Regions from separate parts of the Mus musculus genome. Here region 2 is linked to region 1. Evidence: chromatin contacts called from public capture Hi-C data. All regions are on one chromosome and are shown on one strand. The core of a region is the stretch at or near the end of the contact, and the rest is flanking DNA. Distances in the headings are between cores, read along the strand shown. Region 1 has its middle 35 kb from the start of 4930447J18Rik. Region 2 overlaps Peli2 (pellino 2).

Region 1 (3,006 bases), core at 336-2,835:
TTTTGTTTTTGTTTTTGTTTTTTTAACAAAGTGAAGGTTAGGGAAGACTTGAGACCAAGAAGTGTTGTAAAGTTAGTTATGTAAGTAAGTCCTCCTCGTTGTCTGTTGAGTTCTATTTATGTTTCTTTTAAATATCACGTGTCTTTTATGGGTTTTGTCTTATCATGTGTCTTGTCTTAGTAGGTGAGGCTGTCCTAGTAAAACTTCACATGAATATGTATTAGCTGATATTATTTTGTCCATTGGCCTGAGTCTGTGAAAGTAGCAAGGAGTCACCAGAACAGCATCACAAGTTTTTTGGCTTTTTGTTGTTGTTGTTGTTGTTGTTGTTGTTGTTGTTTTGTTTTCTTTTGTTTTAATGGGGTCATGGCAAACTGGGCTTAGTTACATAATGTAAGGTGAACTAACATATGTGTGTCGTCATTAGTGAAGAATCTTTTATCATGTGTCTTTTTCACCTGTGTCCACTTCAGGAAAACACTCCTTTCCGAGTCTGCCCCAGCAAAACACCATCTGACACAACTGACTTTCTAAAGAATCTGTAAGTTTCTATTTCACCACAATGCGAAGCAACTATTTTCCAAATATCAGCAGAAAGAGTCACTGGGCAGAGGGCCACCTTCCCAGTTGTCACTACAGCCATGATAAGGAACACTGTCAAATAATGATAGCAGCTGAGATTCTCAAATGTAAAACATCCTAAAACTGAAGGAAAGAGTGACGGAAACTCACATCGTATAAATCTAAGAAACTATGATGGCATCAAGGGTCCAGAGCCTCAGATTTCCAAAGCCAGGCCTGGACTTAAAGCATGAAGAATGCAAACCTGTCACTTTTGACTGCATGCTTATACTTTCTAAGCTTCCGGGGTAGCAAAATTCAAAGCCATGAATCGGGTTGAAAAGCTTAGATCCTTTCCTTGGTGCAGCAATAGGACAGATCTACAAGGAACTTTTACATTGTAGTTCATCACTAACATTGTAATGTCCTAGAGAAACTTATAAATGTCACCTCAGTGTCATTTTGCACCAAAGTTTCCTCCATGACGAAGCCAGGGTGCCTTGAGCCTCAGAGGGATGCCAAGGTGGTACAGAATGGCTCACAGGTTTAGAATATGGTGCCAACAGGAATCTGAGTGTCTGGACTGAAACCAAACCCAAGATACTCCCCCCACCCCCCAAAAAACCCCACATGTTGTAACAAAATAGTATTTGGAGGAAAAAAAATACAGAAAAACCAAGCTTAGGGGAGAAGGCAAGTGGGAACTGGAGAGATCTGCCAACATGAACACTCATCTCAAAACCAAGGGCTTGGACCCAGGTGAGAAAGCCACTGTTACAGGTAGGCAGCCACCGGATACCCTCCAGAGAGAACGATTTTCAGTGGGCCACCAGCCTTTCCATGTACTTTTTTGATCTTGAAAAATGAAATATAATTGTCACATATTATGACAACCTCAAGGAGACTTCTAGTAGATAAAGCATTGAAGAGTGAAACTGTACCCACAAACACACACACTCCACACATTTCATTACTGACAAAAACGAAGAAACGAAGAGGGAAGTGTGTGCAGAGCGAGGATTGAACAGTGCTTCTTGCAATATATCGTGCATGAGAGAATTTGCTGAGTCACAGATTCTGGTCCACGTTTCGTTTTCCCTCCATTTTCCAGTCTGTTCTATTTTGTAATATTTATAGTCTGATAATGATGCTGCTGTGACTCTCCTTGCACAGCCTCACACCAACTCCTTCACCAAGAGCTGCATTTTGAGTCAGAAGACATCAGCTAAATTGAGATTTACAAAGAACTTAATAAATACAAATAGAAATAGGTGGACCCTGGATACTATATTCTGAGCATTCTCTTTCTTTATGTGCTTACAAATTATACACCAGCTTGCAGAGTGTCTCAAAGGAGCGGGGTGTAAATCTCAGAATCCCAGCACCTTGGAGATGCTTCCATCTGAAGCCACTAATTAGGGCGGTTAAATGTTGCTTTCCTCACGGGCAGGCTCCGTCTTTGCAGGTGCTAGGAGCTAAGTGTGGGAAAGAGTGGGTATTACCTGAGAATTACAACAATAGATGAATGACATTAAAAAAAAAGTCCCTAATATATTCCAGACACAGACTTTAAATGAATCTAGCAGTGGACAGGGTCTAGTATGCTGTGAGCCAGAGTCTTTGGGAACATGCTGTTTTGTGGTTTACAGGGAAACAGGCTGCTTTGTGGTTTGCAGGCTCATGAGTGAGTCAGAATTGGCCTCATTGCTTCACTTTTAAAGCCATTACTTGGCACCATCACAGTGACAAACCAACGGCCCAAAATGCGATTAGCTATTATACATCCTCGTTAAGCAACAGCCTGGTTGCCCCTGGCATACATGTGAGATGCAGTAAATGTGACAAGCCTCACTGTGCAGCAGGTCCCGGTTCAGATGAGATAAGGAATTCACGTTGCACAAAACATTTTTTTCCTGTAAACTCCAAAAACTATTTCAAAAAATCCACTGCCAAAATTAGAGAGATGTTTTATAGCATAACATAAATGTACTGTCTAAGAGGTTCTGGGCTCCCTCTGGAACTGTATGATATTTTAATAATATTTATCATTTTTCTTCTGTACTTAAAAAGTATGGTCAGAAATGCACAACACATAAATTGGTTTCTCTGGCCTTTGTTTTTGTTTTTGTTTTTAATGTTTGTATTACATCATTTTAGTGGCTCTTGAATTCTGACAAGACGTTATCAGCTCTCCAAAACTGATGCCATCTCCCTGGGGCATGAGACTGGAATGTGTAAAAAGCTAAGATACCCTTCCCTTCCTAACTCAAGCCCTAAGAAGAGGAAAGCCAGGTTTTTATTGCCTGTCTGCAAATGCAGAGCAAGTACCTGACCCAACAAAAGGTCTCTATTAATTCAAATAGCCAAAGTCACCAATATGAGTGACTGAAATATCCACTGTCCTAATTCCCTGCCCTGCCTCACCCCTCCCAGCTGGATCTCAGC
Region 2 (3,269 bases), core at 46-2,545, 330 kb before region 1:
CAACAAAGAAGCTCAAACATACTATAGTTTAACTATCTTATCACACTCTGAGTCAATGCTCTGTCCTTTTAACTGTTCAACCGTGAGACCAGCAAAACAAGACAAAAACACCAAACCATAACAACAACAACAGCTACAGTTCTCACATACATAAAATAAACAAATAAATCTTTTTTTAAAAAAGTCTCTTCCATTTTTTTTTAGTTACTTTAACCTCTGTAGAAAAAAATATGAACTGATTGCAGGCAGATGAGATTGCTGTACACTATTTGCAAGCTGGACTCTTGGTTAAACACCCCTTGACATTAGCTCAGTGACAGAGCACTTGCATGAAGATCATGGTATAATTCTCAACACCACAAAAAGTAAACTAACTAAAACTGAATTTCCCTTGTTGCCTCCCCATAAACCCAGAGCAACTAGGCAGCCCTGGGAGAAGCTTGCAGTGCAAAAGCAATGATTTACTGCACCTGCAGGCAATGCAAACAATGGCTTTAGGTGGAGCCTACCAACACAACTCAATCAAACATATAAGGAAATTGTTTTTTCCTTCCTCCCTGGAAGTTAACATCTGTATGGGAGGCCTTTGAAAATGATGGCTGAATACATGTGAAATTCACTCTACAGAGCAAGAGGAGATTCAGATAGAGCACAGGGCTACAAACCATCCTTCATCTAAAAGAATCCTGCGTTACCACTTGGCCGATGACTGACAGAAATGGCAGCTCGGTACTACCCTCTCATCTACCAAGTGAGTCTACTCAATGCCACCACCCATGCAAGGCAGAGTTCCTTCAAAGGTGAACTTCAGGAAGGAGTCATCACAGTTACCCAAACAAGCCTAGGCAGAACTTGCAGTCGGGCTCAGTCCCTGGATCCTGGAGCAGTGGCCAGTATAGTTATTTGTATGAGATGCCACCCATACTTGTTAGAAATGCCAGTTCACTGTTGCACATGCCCTGAGAAATCAACAGTGTGTGTATGTGTGTGGGGGGGGGCAGAGTAATTTTATAAATGTATTATCCTACACAAAATCTCCCTTCTTGATTTTTCCCAGCAGTAATGATTTTTAATTAAGCTTTAATTTTTAATTAACTCTCATCCACGATAGCAGGACCAACCCCACGGTTCTAGGTCCTTTAGGCTGACTCTGCTTATGCCCCGATGTAAGGCGATTACAAGAAGCCCGGCTGAAATGCCTCCTGCCTAAACAAAAACAGAAGGGAACATCAGGGACCAAGCAGAAGGGCCGTGCTCAGTTTCCAAATATGGGTATGTGGGTAGGGACAGACGCTCAGATGACTCAACCATATCACATGACCACTCTCATGAGAAAGACTGTGGGCAGTCAGCAACACAGAGACTCTTGGCTCTCACATACAACTTTAATAATATTCTGTTTGCTTAGAGAATTATGTCAGGAAGCGATATGAGCAGAAATTAGTAAAATTTAAGAAAAGATATTTAAAACAAAGAGTGAAGTAAAAAAAATCTACTTCTTTGAATATAAGTAAAATATGTTAGCAAAAGTATACATATTAGGAATACAAATACCATAATTTGTAGACCCAGATCATTAAATGAAATACATTTTGTTTAATGTATTATCTGTAACATAGTAAATTCATAATGTAAAGAAAAACTTTGCTTATTTGAGAAAAACAGGAGTAAAAAAGGAATCAGTAACTATACATACACACATATGTACATACACACCACACAACACACAAACACACATACATACAGAAATGGCATTTCCTTTACCAACAGAAACTATACAACACAGGAGTGCTCTGTCAGCTATTGTAACCTTTGGTAATCAAATTCTAATTTTTGAAGCTATTGAAGGTCTTTACAGAAACAAACCATATCATAAAAAAACAACCTAAGTGGAGATCCTGTTGAAACAGGCAGATTCAATGAGATAATCCTTACCTCCAATTAATCTACCAATTACATGTAATCCCTATCAAATTTTCAAAGTGTCTTTTGGTGGCATCTGTCAACTTAAGAGAAACAAAGCCAGAACAGTTAAGGACCCTGGGAGAAGCAGGTGAGGGGACTTAGCTCACCAGAGCTGAGGACTGCTCACGGCAGTGTGGCTCTGAGACAGTGAGAACAGACCATGGACAGGGAGAGCACTGCCCACGTGGGTCCTAAGAGTTGCGGTCATGTTCAACATGACTAAGAAAGTGTTACAAGCTAATGCAGACTAAGAAAGTGTTACAAGCTAATGCAAGAAAGCACAGAGACGCCTTGTGATGTACACTAAATCAAAATCCTCCTATAGCTTACGACCTATGCAAAATAGAACTCAGATGTTTAAAGTTCCATCTATGAAAGTAAAACCTTAAAAGACATTATTAGAAACCATCTCCAGGGGCCGGGTGTGGTGGCGCATGCCTTTAGTCCCAGCACTTGGGAGGCAGAGGCAGGTGAATTTCTGAGTTCGAGGCCAGCCTGGTCTACAGAGTGAGTTCCAGGACAGCCAGGGCTACACAGACAAACCTTGTCTCAAAAAAAAAAAAAAAAAAAAAAAAAAAAAAAAAGGGAAACCATCTCCAGGAAGGAAGGACGGAAGGAAGGAAGGAAGGAAGGTCAGTCAGTCCTCTCCATTGCATGAGAGCAGAGAAAGATGATAAATAAAAATAAGGCACAAATGTGTAAACAACCAAAGAAACTTAAAGAGATTGGCTAATCTAGCTATTATTTTAGCTTGGGGATCAAACTGCTCAGTAAACACAGACCTGTCAGTAGCTTCTTCAGAAACCAGAATACACAGGAGGCTTAGGAGGTTATCATGCGCAAATAGTGACCAACAGGCTTTTCAAGGAACACTTACTTTAAGGAGGGAAATCATTTATAATATCACTTGGCATTCATCCTATTGATTTGACTTTCCAATCTTGGAAGTTTTATTTTAAAAGGGCATTTCTGTCATCCATTGCATTCACCTGTTAATACAGGCAACACTGTGCCTCCAATTTCCAACCCAGGAATCACGTGAGCACTGTGGAGTTGACTGGAAGCTATGTTCTACCCACTGGGATGACAGAGGCCATGCAGTGGTGTCGTGCAGTGAAGAGAATTATCTACCTCAGCCTCACAGCCATAGATGACAGACAACCGTGGTGCTCACTGACACACAGCCCTTGGGAATGGGATCCCAGACATCAAGCTATATCAGGCCTGACATCTGAGTTAGACCTAACCTACCAAAGGGCCTCCCCTGGAAATGGCCCCCAAAGCTAAGACAGGAATAAGTGTAA

The links. Capture Hi-C pulls out chosen DNA fragments and counts their contacts.
Region 2: a contact with region 1 is called in a capture Hi-C map of bone marrow-derived macrophages, with 9 times the contacts expected there. The contact joins two enhancer-like sites. A contact is called at or near these places in 1 of 39 promoter capture datasets (cranial neural crest), 1 of 115 datasets of contacts at active chromatin or transcription factors (fibro-adipogenic progenitors) and 4 of 9 other capture datasets (adipose tissue, bone marrow-derived macrophages, liver and 1 more).

What each region holds. Positions count from the first base shown.
Region 1 is chr14:47,862,525-47,865,530 of GRCm38.p6, reverse strand. No RefSeq gene overlaps it. Among named protein-coding and RNA genes, the nearest start is that of 4930447J18Rik, 35 kb to the left of the region's middle. Within about 2 kb of position 1,585, at least 83 of the 459 cell types and tissues checked have an H3K27ac peak or open chromatin away from gene starts, as enhancers often do. A contact at or near this core is called in adipose tissue, bone marrow-derived macrophages and fibro-adipogenic progenitors, where this site is marked.
Region 2 is chr14:48,187,542-48,190,810 of GRCm38.p6, reverse strand. The region is part of intron 2 of Peli2 (pellino 2); the gene reads right to left. Among named protein-coding and RNA genes, the nearest start is that of Gm52144, 17 kb to the left of the region's middle. Within about 2 kb of position 1,295, at least 56 of the 459 cell types and tissues checked have an H3K27ac peak or open chromatin away from gene starts, as enhancers often do. A contact at or near this core is called in adipose tissue, bone marrow-derived macrophages and fibro-adipogenic progenitors, where this site is marked.